Linked DNA regions of Sus scrofa: region 2 is linked to region 1. The links are chromatin contacts, called in public HiChIP or PLAC-seq maps. All regions are on one chromosome and are shown on one strand. Each heading gives the region's core, a stretch centred on a gene start, on an enhancer-like site or on the middle of the called end of the contact. The rest is flanking DNA. Distances are from core to core; before and after follow the strand shown.

Region 1 (6,689 bases), core at 1,021-3,520:
AGTAGGCGGCTGGTGGTAGACTTGGGGTTTCCTGTGGGGCTAGAATACACAAAAAGGTATTAGATGCAAAGCTATCGTGTTTGTATATTTTTGACCAAGTGGCTCTGCCTGATTTTCATGGGTTTCAGTGATTGTTTCACTTCTTGGTGGACCAGCTCCCCCTCTTACAGAGGAAACTCACCAGAGGCCCAGTCCTGATGGCCTCAAGCTCACCCAAGTGAGTAAGTGGCCAATATTGGTCAGACGTCTTGACTCCCATGTCCCTTCCTAAGACTGCCCTGCAGTGGGACCCAGGAAGCAGAAGCTTAGACACGAGGCTGACCAGAGCTGACAGTCAAATGAGTAGCGTTGTGTCTTCAGATCCTAATTCTCCTAAGGAAGTGATACAAACCCTATGTCCTTGTGGGCACATCCCTCACAATGACTAACCCTGCTTTCCAGAACTATCCAATTGCTCAGGTCCGAAATCGCTCTCCTAAGGAGGAAGGGGGCAGTGATGTTTCCAAAAGGTGGAACTGGTGGAGGATGGCAACAGAGCCAAGAGATGAACGTGGTGGGAAGAGGATAATGAAACAGCTCAGCTCCTCCTTTGATGGGGCCTGGAACTTCTGCACCACTGTCTTATCTTTTCGTAAGAGAACCTGGAAAATGACCCACCATTTCATCTCCTGCCAAGTCCTACAGTTAGATCCAAGTTCATGTTCAGGCCATCACTAGTTGTGTGACCATGGGTAAGTCACTTAGCTTCTCTGTGCCTCCCTGTCCTCCTCTGTCTGAGGGCTCCAGCAACGTAGCTGCCTCATAGAGTTGTCACGAGGATAGAGATGGTGCCTATGAGGTGCCTACCATGGGGCCTGACACACAGCACCTGCTCAGTACGTGTTCGCTAACATTATTAATTATCCCTTCGATCAAAACCTTTTCATTCATTCCCTACTAAGTGGAAGGCACTGTTCTTAGGGATGGATAAACAGTGGTGAACAAGACACGAGAGGTGCCTGTTTCCTGGAGGAACTAGATAATGAACAAATGAAGGATAACTCAAGAAGACCATGGGGGGTAATTTCCACAAGCTTCATAAAGAAAATTAGCAGCATTTCCTTAGATAGGATGGTCAGGAGTGGCCTCTCTGACGTGGTGACATTAGAGCTGACCCCTAAAGGGTGAGGTCAAGCCAGTCTGTGTAGAACCAGAGGAAGAAGATTCCAGTCAAAGGGACCCGTCAGAATTTTTCTGATAAGAAATAACGAGAGGCGTTCCTGTCATGGCACAGTGGTTAATGAATCCGACTAGGAACCATGAGGTTGCGGGTTCGATCCCTGCCCTTGCTCAGTGGGTTCAGGATCCGGCGTTGCCATGAGTTGTGGTGTAGGTTGCAGATGCGGCTTGGATCCCGTGTTGCTGTGGCTGTGGCGTAGGCCGGTGGCTACAGCTCCAATTCGACCCCTAGCCTGGGAACTGTCATATGCCATAGGTGCGGCCCAAGAAATGGCAAAAAGACAAAAAAAAAAAAAAAAGGAAATATGAGAGGCCCAAGGTCCTTGACACCCCCAAGGTCCTTTATACCCACGCTGCAAGGAATTGGAATATGAATTCACACATTGAACATTGGGAGCATCGGGACTTTTTCTTCCCCCTTTTCTTAATCCATCTCTTTAAAAACAGGTTGCTACCATCCGCAGATTCCAGTGTTACAGACTGGGTGTTTGCGTCCTCACGGAACTCACATGGTGAAGCTCTAACCACCAGTGTGGTCGTATTTAGAGATGGGGCCTTCAGGGAAGGGGCTGAGGTTAAATACAGTCATAAGAGTATGGCCCTGATCCAATAGGATTAGTGCTCTTATAAGAAGAGACACAAGGAGTTCCCACTGTGGCTCAGAGGGTTAGGAACCCGACTAGTCTCCGTGAGGTTCGATCCCTGGCCTTGCTCAGTGGGTTAAGGATCCAGCATTGCCATGGGCTGTGGTATAGGTTGCAGATGTGGCTCGGATCCCACATTTCTGTGGCTGTGGTTTAGGCTGGCAGCTGCAGCTCTGATTCGTCCCCTAGCCTGGGAGCTTTCTTATGCCATGGGTGTGGCCCTAAAAAGACAAAAAAACAAACAAAAAAAGACCCCAGAGAGCTCTCGCCTTTTCACGTGAGGTCATGGAGAGAAGGGTCTGGTCCTCTGCAAGCCGGGAAGAGTCCTCACCAGAAACCAAATCAGATCGGCTGGCACCTTGACCTTGGACTTCTTCTTCTTCTTCCTCTTTTAGGGCTGAACCCACGGCATATGGAAGTTCCCTGGCTAGGGGTTGAATCAGAGCTGCATCTGCCACCTACACCACAGCTTGGGGCAACACTGGATCCTTCACCCACCGAGTGAGGCCAGGGATAGAACCCACATCCTCATAGACACTATGTCTGGTTCTTAACCCACTGAGCCACAACAGGAACTCCTGCACTTGGGTTTCTAGCTTCCGGAACTGTGAGAAAAATCGCTGTTCTTTAAGCCATATTGTCTATGCTCTTGTTTTGTGGGCAGCCTGAGCTGACCAAGACACCTAGATAAATTTGTCATCCTGTCCTGAATGAGATGGTTATCCGCAAAATATACTCACAGGTTTTTTCTGGAGAAAGCATACCCCTGGGTGGCAGAGGGGGTAACTGAACTGAGAACTGGTCGGTAACATTCCTGGAGAGAGAGGAAGAAGAGGAGTTAGTGTTTGGTTTTGATCGTGCCTACCAAATAAAGGAAAACATCAAGGAACGTGGACAGAGTTGAACACTCAAATCTTGATCCCTAAAAACTGGAAGCATTTCCTTCCCTTTCTAAGTGGCACTCTAAAGAAACCATTTCCTTGGAGTTCCCGTCATGGCTCAGTGGTTAATGAATCCAACTAGGAACCATGAGGTTGTGGGTTCAATCCCTGGCCTTGCTCAGTGGGTTAAGGATCTGGCATTGCCGTGAGCTGTGGTGTAGGTTGCAGATGCGGCTCGGATCCCGTGTTGCTATGGCTCTGGCGTAGGCGGGCAGCTATGGCTTCGATTCTACCCCTAGCCTGGGAACCTCCATATGCCGTGGGAGTGGCCCAAGAAATGGCAAAAAGACCAAAAAAAAGAAAGAAAGAAACCATTTCCTTGAGCCCAGGGAACAATGGATTTGAGGGAAGGAAGTTAAAGCATTTAGAGCATGAAGCTCATCATCCTTGCTCACCTGAGTGGGTCAGGAGGGGCAGGTAAGCAGCAGGTGTATTTTGGTTTGTTGGTTTGTTTGTTTGTTTTTGGTTGAGCCCAAAACATGCAGAAGTTCCTCAGCCAGGGATTGAACCCGAGCCACAGCAGTGACAACGCAGGATCCTTAACTCACTGAGCCACCAGAGAACTCCCTAAAGCCGATGTAGTTGGATTTGTAAAAAGATGTTCTCCTCATGCTAAATGTACATACACTATATGACAGCAGTACTGGGTATATATGTTCTGGTCATCACCAAAAGACACATTCCTAGAATGTTACGGCAGCACTATTCATAACAGCCCCAAACCGGATACTTCACGAACACCCATCAGCAGTAGAATGGACCCCTTCATCATGGTTCTCGCCCCCAATGGGATGCCCCATGGCAACAAGAATGAACAATCAGAGTTCCTGTTGTGGCTCAGCCGTAATGAACCCGACTAGTATCCATGAGGATTAGTATCCATGGCCCTGCTCAGTGGGTTAAGGATCCATTGTTGCCACGAGGTGTGGGGTGTAGGTCGAAGACACGGCTTGGATCTGGCGTTGCTGTGGCTGTGGTGTAGGCCGGCAGCTACAGCTCTGAGTTCGCCCCTAGCCTGGGAACTTTCATATGCTGAGGGTTCGGCCCTAAAAACAAAAACAAAACCAAATGAACAAACAAACAAAAAAAACCCCGATCAATCTACAACTACCCATGATGAATCTCACAAAAAATGGTGGACAGAAGAAGCCAAACACCAAACAAAATAGACTGAACAGTTCCATGTATGTAAAACATAAAAACAAGGAAAATGAGCCTAGATTATGTCAGATAGTGGTTATCCTTTGGATGCAGTGGCTGAATGAGAACATGTGGGGTTGAGGTGATGGTAATTTTGTTTCTTGATCTGGGTGCCAGCTACCAGGTCTCTTCAGTTTGTGGAAATTCATCGAGTGGGACGCTGAAGCTGTGCATTTTTCTGTAGTCATGTTATACTTCAGTAAGAAATTCTAGCAAAAAGATAGACTCTACGAATACTCCTTACCCAGACTCCCCATCCCCCCAGGTACCCTGATTTCCACACTGGGACTCGATTCTTCTGAGCCCAGTTCCGGCCTCCCATGTGTGGTTAAGTCCCCTGGGAATGCATAGGCATTTTTAGGTTGTTGGGGTGAGTGGAAGAGGGGACACGTGGCAAGAGCTCCATGAGTGGCCTCTCTCCACCCCTCTGTGGCTCTTCTCAGGAGAGGAGAGACATTTCGCTGACTTTGGGAAAAATCTAGCTTCTCCCACTTTCTCCTGCAGAACCTACCCGACTGCAGAAGGCATATATTCTGCTTGTCTTTGCCATTCAGAGAAAGAGCCCTGCCCTGTGGGGGACACCTGAAGCTGTCCAGGGCTGTCTGTGGGGGAAAGTTGGTCCGGTTTTGCATTAGGAAATGCACTTGGCCATGGAGAAGAGCTCCATTCTGCAATGCCACTTTTATTCTCAAGAGAGGCAATATTCTGGTTATCTAACTCCATGGCACGTTTGTCTTACTCCTCAAGGGGATCAGAATTGGTGAGGAAGAGGTCTGTCATTTGCTGGATCCCTGGAGCCCCAGCAAATTCATTTTTTAAAAAGGCATAGATGTTGTTTTAGACAGTGCATACATTTTATTTATTTTTTATTTTTATATATACATTTTTTTCAATATATATTATTTTCCATTGTGGTCTATCCCAGGAGGTTGGAAATAGTTCCCTGTGCTGTACAGTAGGACCCTGGCGTTTGTCTATTCTAAATGTAATACTTTGCATCTATTAACCCTAAACTCCCGGTCCATCCTACTCCCTCCCTCTTGGCAACCACGAGTCTGTACTCCATGTCTGTGAGCCTGTTTCTCTTTTGTAGACAGGTTCATTTGTGACATATTTGAGATTCCACATATAGGTGATATCATATGGTATTTCCTTCTCTTTCTGATTTACCTCCCTTCATATGATAATCTCTAGTTGCAAAAAAATATGGACCGTGTCACAAATTTGCATGTCATCCTTGAACAGGGACCGCGTCCATTTTCTCTGTATCATTCCAGCTTTAGTATCTATCCTGCCAAAGCAAGTACTTAGATGGTGCCTCCATCCCTTGACCACCTTCTGGGAGCTAATCTGTAAACCCTTGGACTGTGCTGCATGTGTATACCGGGGCCTTGGGCCAGCCAGATAGCTTAGGCTAACAGTGTGACTGATGGTGAATACCCACGGCGTTTGCCTGGGACCCTGGGTCATGCTGTATCAGTGTGGCCTCTGGAGGGGCTGGAGACTCCTCCAGGGTAGCTCAAGTAGGTCACGCAGATGCTCTTTGCTGTGTGACTCCCGCCAGTAAAAACCCTAGAAACCAAGGCTTGTGTGGTTTGGAACGTGGTTGGTAATGTGTCACCCATCAACGTGGGGGAATTAAGCGCTGTCTGTGTGATTCCCCAGGGTTAGGACAGCTGCAGGCTTGCACCTGGCCCCTCCTGGACCCCACCCTATATGCCGTTTCCCTTTGCTGAGTTTAATCAGTATCCTTTTGCGATAATAACCCATCCCCTTTTCTGGGTCCTGTGAGTCCTTCTAGCAAATAATCCAGCCTAAAGGCGGTCTTGGGAACCCCCGACACAGATAGCAATCCTAGAGCCTCAAAGGTATCATGAAATACAAAAGTAAATAGCATGTTTTTGTTTAGCACCATGGCTTTTGGAGGACTATACGTGTCATCCACCTAAAGAAAAGATGAGCAAACTTAGCCGCAAGCGGTGGGCCAAGAACACAGCACCAGACCTGTGACCTCTATCAAACTAGATGAGACAAGGGGGTGCCTGGAAGCAGAGTGAGCCAGATGGCGCCCTGTACCCCCACAGCCCTGAGGCCTCTCCCCTCACAGTGGAGAGGGTTGCCAGGCAGGACATCTCCCTGGAGCTTAAGTCACACTAGCACCGCGGCGTAGGCGCAAGGATGGAAGTAGAAGGGCAGTTCTCATCATCAAAAAGCAGAAGGATTCCCCCCACACACTTACTCATATGTCTTTTCTTCATCCCTCTGCTGTTGCTTCAAGGGCTTGGCAACTGCCCATTTGTTGCCTAAGGAAACCAATAAACATATTCGTTTAGGGAGAATTAGCAAAAGATGTGATTTTTAGAGTTTGGAAGGGATCAGAGACTAGGTGGGCTCAGGACACTTGGAAGAAGAACCAGCCAGAGGAAACAGACTCAGGCTGGGACACAGAGCTAATAAGTGGTAGAGCCGTCTGACTACAGAGCCTGGGCACTAAGCCACAGTGGGCTGTGTCTGTTTCCTCACTGCTTCGTACTGTGCCTACCTAGCACGCAGTTGGCACTCAGAAATATTGGTCGAATGGGTGGCCTGATGTGTGGGTGGAAGGCGATGGGACAAAGCATGGGAAAGGCAGTTTGTGAATTGTGATATCCTGGACATATAAGTTATTATTCATTATAATTTGCTT
Region 2 (6,325 bases), core at 2,567-5,066, 99 kb before region 1:
CAAACAGGACACACCTGCCTCCAAGTGTCTGGACAAGGATGGGGGCAAACGTCTTGTTGAGGCTCCACGAAGCGTAGGAGACCTGCACGTTTTTGTCGAAAACAGTTAAAGCGAGCCTGGCTCGTGAAGGTAGGTCACAGTGCTTGATTTCCGCAGCAGGTGGGAATTTCTGACGCGTCCCCTCGGTTTCGCTGGTTCCCTGCTGGGTGAGACGGCAGCGGTGCATGGGAAGCAAGGTCACCCCAGGTCTCAGCGAGAAGTGCCTCACACTTTGGGTTTGGCTGTAGATTTTTCACAGAAGAGCAGAAGCTGGGGGACAAGGCACAGGAGTGCTGGCCCTGGGGGACGAGCCAAAGGACCAGGGGTCTGACATGCCCATCTCGCCTGGAGAACCCCTGTGCCTCTTGAGGGATGGACTCACCGGTGCCTTAACCAGTTCCTGCCTAACCCTGTGGCACCCACTGTGTGCCCCAGAACACAGCACCCTGGGGGCAAGCACTTCCTAAATGGGGAGTCGCTGAGTTTGGGGGTGGGCTGGCTAAGGCTGTTCTCATTCTGCAGCCAAGAAAGATGATGCTTCCTTTTTGTTTTTTTGTTTTTTGTCTTTTTAGGGCTGCACCCACGACATATGGAGGTTCCCAGGCTAGGGCTTGAATTGGAGCTACAGCTGCCGGCCTACACCACAGCCATAGCAACACAGGATCCGAGCTGTGTCTGCGACCTACGCAACAGCTCATGGCAACGCTGGATCCTTAACCCACTGAGCGAGGCCAGGGATTGAACCTGTGTCCTCGTGGATACTAGTCAGATTCATTCCCGCTGCGCCAGGACGGGAACTCCAAGATGATGTGTCCTAATGGCCCTCATAATATCCAGTCCAGGTGGGCGGGAGGGGCAACAGTAAGGATTCTTGATCCCCTCCTTTGTCCCCTCCTTCCCCTAATTGCCTTACCTATTAGCCGCAACGTACCTAGAACCCTGGGCAATTGCTGGGGTTTTTATTCTGAAGGCATTTAACATCCTAGTGTTGTGGGAGGGTATCGAGGGTGACACAAAGCCTTGCAGCCTTGTAAATACTGCCCTCGGGGTTGGCACCGTGAAGACCCTCAGTTCGTGAACCATGGTGCGTGGGGTAAACACTTCATGCTGATTTCAGTGACTTCTCCCACGTGTGTCGCCTAACAAAGTGATGGCGGGTGAGCACTGCCACCTTCCTGCAGTTTGCCCTCTGCTCTGTCGTCGGCAGCATCGCCTCTTGTCTCAGCAGCACTGGCCTCAGACCTCAGAGGAGATAAGCCCAAATCAGCCTGATCCTTATCTTTTTTTTTTTTTTTTTTAAATGGCCACACCCATGGCATATGAAGATCCCTGGCCGGGGATCAAATTTGAGCCACAGCTGCAACCTGTGCCACCGTTGCAGCAACGCTGGATCCTTGACCCACTGTCCCACAGCAAGAGCTCCGGCCTGACCTTCTCTTGCTCACCTTTATTCTCCTGCTTCAACCAGGTGGCTGTAAAGGGTCACACCTTTTTTTTTTTTTTTTTTTTTTTTGGTCTTTTTAGGCCTGCACCCGCGGCACATGGAGGTTCCCAGGCTAGGGGTCCAATTGGAGCAATAGCCGCTGGCCTATGCCACACTGAGCCAGGGATCGAACCTGTGTCCTCATGGATACCAGACAGATTTGTTTCTGCTGTGCCATGACGGGAACTCCCGGGCCACACTTGTTACCCCTCCATGGGGTTGCCTCTACCACAGGGTCCAGTTTTGACACCTCACCCAGGGGCAGAGCAAATCCAGCAAACAATATAACTTACCTTTCAGGTGGGTTTAATATCATTCCCCCACCCCGAATAAGTACTTCTCTGGATAATAAGTCCAGAGATGAGGTTTGATATTTCCCATTAGAAACTTGCAGTCTTGGATTCCTGTCGTGGCTCAGTGGAAATAAATCTGACTAGTATCCATGAGGACACAGGTTCAATCCCTGGCCTTGCTCTGTGGGTTAAGGATCTGGTGTTGCTGTGAGCTGTGGTATAGGTTGCAGACTCGGCTCGGATCTGGCGTGGCTGTGGCTGTGGCTGTGTTGTGGGCTGGTGGCTATAGCTCCTATTTGACCCCAGCCTGGGAACTTCCATATGCAATGGCTGTGGCTCTAAAAAGACAAAAGAAACTCGCAATCTTTGGAACTCGAATCTCAGGTAGGACTAAAGCAGCAGGACTGTAAGGGACTTTGGGGACTACAAGGACCTTTAGAGACCGTTTAACCCATCATTTTACTGTATATTTATTTAACTATAGAGATCTACTGCATAGAAGTTATTTCGCTGTGTGTTTTGGATGACACGGAGCCGTATTGAATGCCTCTGTCTTCCTCTCCTGCCTTCTCTCTGGCGCGCTCTGCCTCCCACCACATTGTTTGCCGTCCGTAACATCCACCACATTGTTTTGTGCTCCCGTGTCTTTCCTGGAAGGTCCTCCGCACCTCACAGCCCTTCACCGGCTGCCTCCTGTCACCCCTGAGTCTCAGCTCAGCTACTGTTGTCTCAGGAGACCTTGAGTCCCTCAGTCTGGGTTGGGGACGCTTTTCTTTTCCAGCCTGCCCTGGCACCTCTCTATCACCGCATGGACCATGTGAATAATGCAGTTCTGCATCTGTGTTGGTCGTCTCCCCTTGGCTCTGGACTCTGAGGTTAGGGCCTGAAGCTATTCCTCTTGGAGTCAGGCCCAGAGTCTCCTCTGACAAAGATGAGCAGGAGGGAGAAGCCATCATGAGGCTTATAAAAGGATTCTATCAAGGCGGGTGTGGCAGATACTACAAGGGCAGCATAAGGGTAGCATCAGGTTACTCTTGGTTTCTTGGCAACGGGCCAGAGCTGGAAGTCCACCTCCAGCCGAAGGGAGGGGCCCGGGAAGGAGTTGCTTCCTTCCAAACCAAAGGCCTTGAGGCCCAGGCAGGTTCTATGAACCGCAGAAGCCGGAGTCATTAACAAGTGGATTTTTTTTTTTTTTTTTTTTTTGTCTTTTTGCCGTTTCTTGGGCTGCTGCCACGACATATGGAGGTTCCCAGGCTAGGGGTCCAGTCGGCGCTGTAGCCACCGGCCTACGCCAGAGTCACAGCAACGCGGGATCCAAGCCGCGTCTGCGACCTATACCACTGCTCACGGCAACATTGGATCCTTAACTCACTGATCAAGGCCAGGGATGGAACCCGCAACCTCATGGTTCCTAGTCAGATTTGTTAACCACTGAGCCACAAAGGGAACTCCCAACAAGTGGATGTTGTGATTGACAAGGCGGTGAAGAGTGGTGGAAGGGGCCAGGACGCACGTCAGGAGCCCTGGTCCTGCCTCGCTCCTCTGATCCACATGGGCCTGCAGGAGGACCCACAGGCCAAACGAGACTCCCTGACACATTATGTCTTTTCCCCGCCTGGCCTAGAACCATGTCTGTCCTTCCGCAACTATCTCCTGGTCAAAACACTGCTCTCCTTTGCCATCCAGCTCAGATCCCATCTCCTGAGTGAAGCCTTCATCTTCCAAACCAGATGTGGGGTATCTCGTCTTTGCTCTGAACCCACGGGAAAATGCTTATACCTTCTTAGGAAACTTAGTCTTCTTCTGCTTCACTGTTTACGTATGTGCTTCTCTTATTTCTCCTATAAACTATGCCCGTTAACTTTCCCCTCCTTGAGACCAAAGTTCATTTTTTTGGCCTCACCCATGGCATATGGAATTTCCCTGGGCCAGGGAACCCACACCATAGCAATGACCCCCGCCACAGCGTGTCAACACCAGAGCCTTAACCTGCTGAGCCATCAGGGAACTCCCAAAGGTCATATTTATTTGTGGCACTCCCTTATTACCTCATTTATGGTAGATGCACAATATTTGTTGACTGAAAGCTTCCCTTTTATTCAGTAAAGGGTCATGGCCGATGACATGGACTCTGAGCCAGTGGGACTCTGAGCAAGTTCCTTAAGCTTTCTGTGCATCAGTTTCCCCAACAGTAAATGGGAATAATAGTACCTACTTCCCAAGGTTATGTTGAGGAGTCAGTGAGCACTTAGCCTGGCACACTGTCGGCGTTAATGACTAGTCCACTTCTTCAGAAAGGGTCGGGGCAGGATGCTGTCACCAGTATCCAAACACTAACACGTAATATGAATTTTTCTCTCCCTGACTTAGTGGCTCCTTCCCCCATCCCCACATCTGCTGTGATCAAACCATGGGTGCATCATAAACTCCTCCCAGAGAGCTTTCTATTGTCCTAGATATTTGCACAGATTCCCTGGTTTGGGTGTGCAGATGAGTTTGGAAAAGGAAGATTCTGCATTGCGCTTTCCACGTTATCACAGAGATTTAGTTGTTAATTTGCCCCTGATTGGTTTTTACAAGAAGGAATGTCTCTGGGTAGGTTCCTGGGAGCCGACAGAGGTTTCTCTGTAGGTGGAATTATTGGAGCGAGAGCAGTGATGTCACAGAGGGTTAATAATGAGCAGGGCCTTGAGTAAAGTCAACGTGCTGTGATGATTAATGGTTTCCAATTTAAGTGAACAACAGAGTTTTTTTTTTTGTTCAGGTATAGTTGATGTGCAGTGTTGTGTTAATTTTGTCCGCACAGCAAAGCGATTCGGTTAAACACGCATTCTTTTTATTCTCTTTTCCATTAAGTTCATCACAGGACATTGCATAGAGTTCCCTGTGCTATACTGAGCAACCTTGTTTACCCACATATAGCAGTTTGCATCTGCTAACCCCAGCCTCCCACAGCGTCTCTCTTCCACCTCCACCCCCCTCCCCTTGGCAACCACAATTCTGTTTGTCTATGTTGAAGACAGTTTTCTGTACCAAACACTCAAACCAATGTAGGTTTCTGCAACAGTCACGGGCTGGAGGTTACAGACAAACGATTCTTAGAATTATGAAAATAGCCTGCTAATATCAGTGAGAAAAGCTCTTCGAGCCTTTTAGAAAACCCGAAAGACCCTGAGGCCCAGTTTTGGGAGGAGCGGATACAGAATACGTGAAGATTGAACTTATATTTTATGGCCCCTGTATGTAAATATTTCCTTACTTGTTTGTCTTTTTGGAAAACCACGGCTAGTGACTCTCTCCGGGCTTGCCTTTCCTAAGCACTTCTATCTACACCGAAGGTCTTTGGTGTATAGGTTTTTAAATTCCATCGGGTGAGGCTGGTCATCAGGTGAAAGTGGTTGAGATGTTACAGGGAGACAGGTGAGATATGGTAGGTAGCAGAGTGAAAGGGGAAAGACGCCTGCGGCTCTGATTGTGATGCTCTGCTGAGCCCGGTGCAGCCGAGAGCTGCTGGCCCTCGGCCTGTTTCGCCACCCTGTGTCCCAAGTAACTCTTGTTTCCTGTGTCACAGTACCTTTTCCTTTTCACAGCACCTGCATGTGGCACCAGAGGGACGCCTGCAGGGAAAGGGAGCTTTTCCCAGCCGTGCCTTCTTTCAGGGAGGGGACAGACTGCAGACACCCTTCTTTGGGGTGCTCCCCGGGCACAGGCTGAGCTCGTCTGTTGGTGCTTTGCTTGGTACAGGGATTGGGGTCGGGAGGAGGCTGCGTGGGCGAGCCTCGTCCTCCTCTGCAGCTGCTTGTCTCCTTTTAAGGACATTTATTTTGTTTCCGTTCTGACAAACAAATAATAAGATTTTCTATGGAGGGCTGGACAATCAGAGGAACCGCAAGGTGGGGGGGGTCTGTTCCTGCTTCTCTACAGCTTTGCAAGGGGGGAAGGAAGGCTCAGGGGAGGGGGCGAGGCACTTGGAAAGCTTCACTGCGCATCCTCGGCAGGTTTTATGTTTCCGTGAAAAGAACACCACAGTTTGCCATCAGCAACGCCTGGAGTGCTCCCCTGTGCCCGAGGGGGAGTTCAGGACAGTAGCCATGGAGACAGGGCACCCCCGAAAGCAGCATTGTGTTGCTGGAATGCTGAGGGCAGACGGGAAGAAGACAGACAAACAGCCTGAGGTTTGGAGGTTAGATTTATTGAGCTCTAGACATTGGACTAAATTGTTGAGTTGCTGAGTTTATGAGAGACGTAAAGAAGCCATCCTGGAGTTCCCCTCGTGGTGCAGTGGAAACGAATCCGACTGGGAACCATGAGGTTGTGGGTTCGATCGCTGGCCTTGCTCATTGGGTTAAGGATCCGGCGTTGCCTTGAGCTCTGGTGTAGGTCGCAGACGCGGCTTGGATCTGGCGTCGCTGTGGCTGTGGTCTAGGCAGCTGTAGCTCTGATTCGACACCCAGCCTGGGAACCTCCATATGCCATGGGTGCAGCCCTTAAAAAAAAAAAAGAAAGAAAT

What was found. HiChIP or PLAC-seq counts read pairs in DNA pulled down with a chosen protein or histone mark.
Region 2: an H3K27ac HiChIP or PLAC-seq map of alveolar macrophages shows a contact between it and region 1. The contact joins two enhancer-like sites. A contact is called at or near these places in 1 of 47 Hi-C or Micro-C datasets (embryonic fibroblasts) and 1 of 2 datasets of contacts at active chromatin or transcription factors (alveolar macrophages).

What each region holds. Positions count from the first base shown.
Region 1 is chr12:51,785,687-51,792,375 of Sscrofa11.1, reverse strand. The region is part of intron 2 of RABEP1 (rab GTPase-binding effector protein 1); the gene reads left to right. SCIMP (SLP adapter and CSK-interacting membrane protein) reads right to left here. Exons shown (of 5, transcript XM_003358218.4): 3 at 6,243-6,306; 4 at 2,603-2,676; 5 at 1-39. Among named protein-coding and RNA genes, the nearest start is that of SCIMP, 16 kb to the right of the region's middle. Within about 2 kb of position 2,270, at least 1 of the 83 cell types and tissues checked has an H3K27ac peak or open chromatin away from gene starts, as enhancers often do. A contact at or near this core is called in alveolar macrophages, where this site is marked.
Region 2 is chr12:51,886,267-51,892,591 of Sscrofa11.1, reverse strand. No RefSeq gene overlaps it. Among named protein-coding and RNA genes, the nearest start is that of RABEP1, 31 kb to the right of the region's middle. Within about 2 kb of position 3,816, at least 17 of the 83 cell types and tissues checked have an H3K27ac peak or open chromatin away from gene starts, as enhancers often do. A contact at or near this core is called in alveolar macrophages, where this site is marked.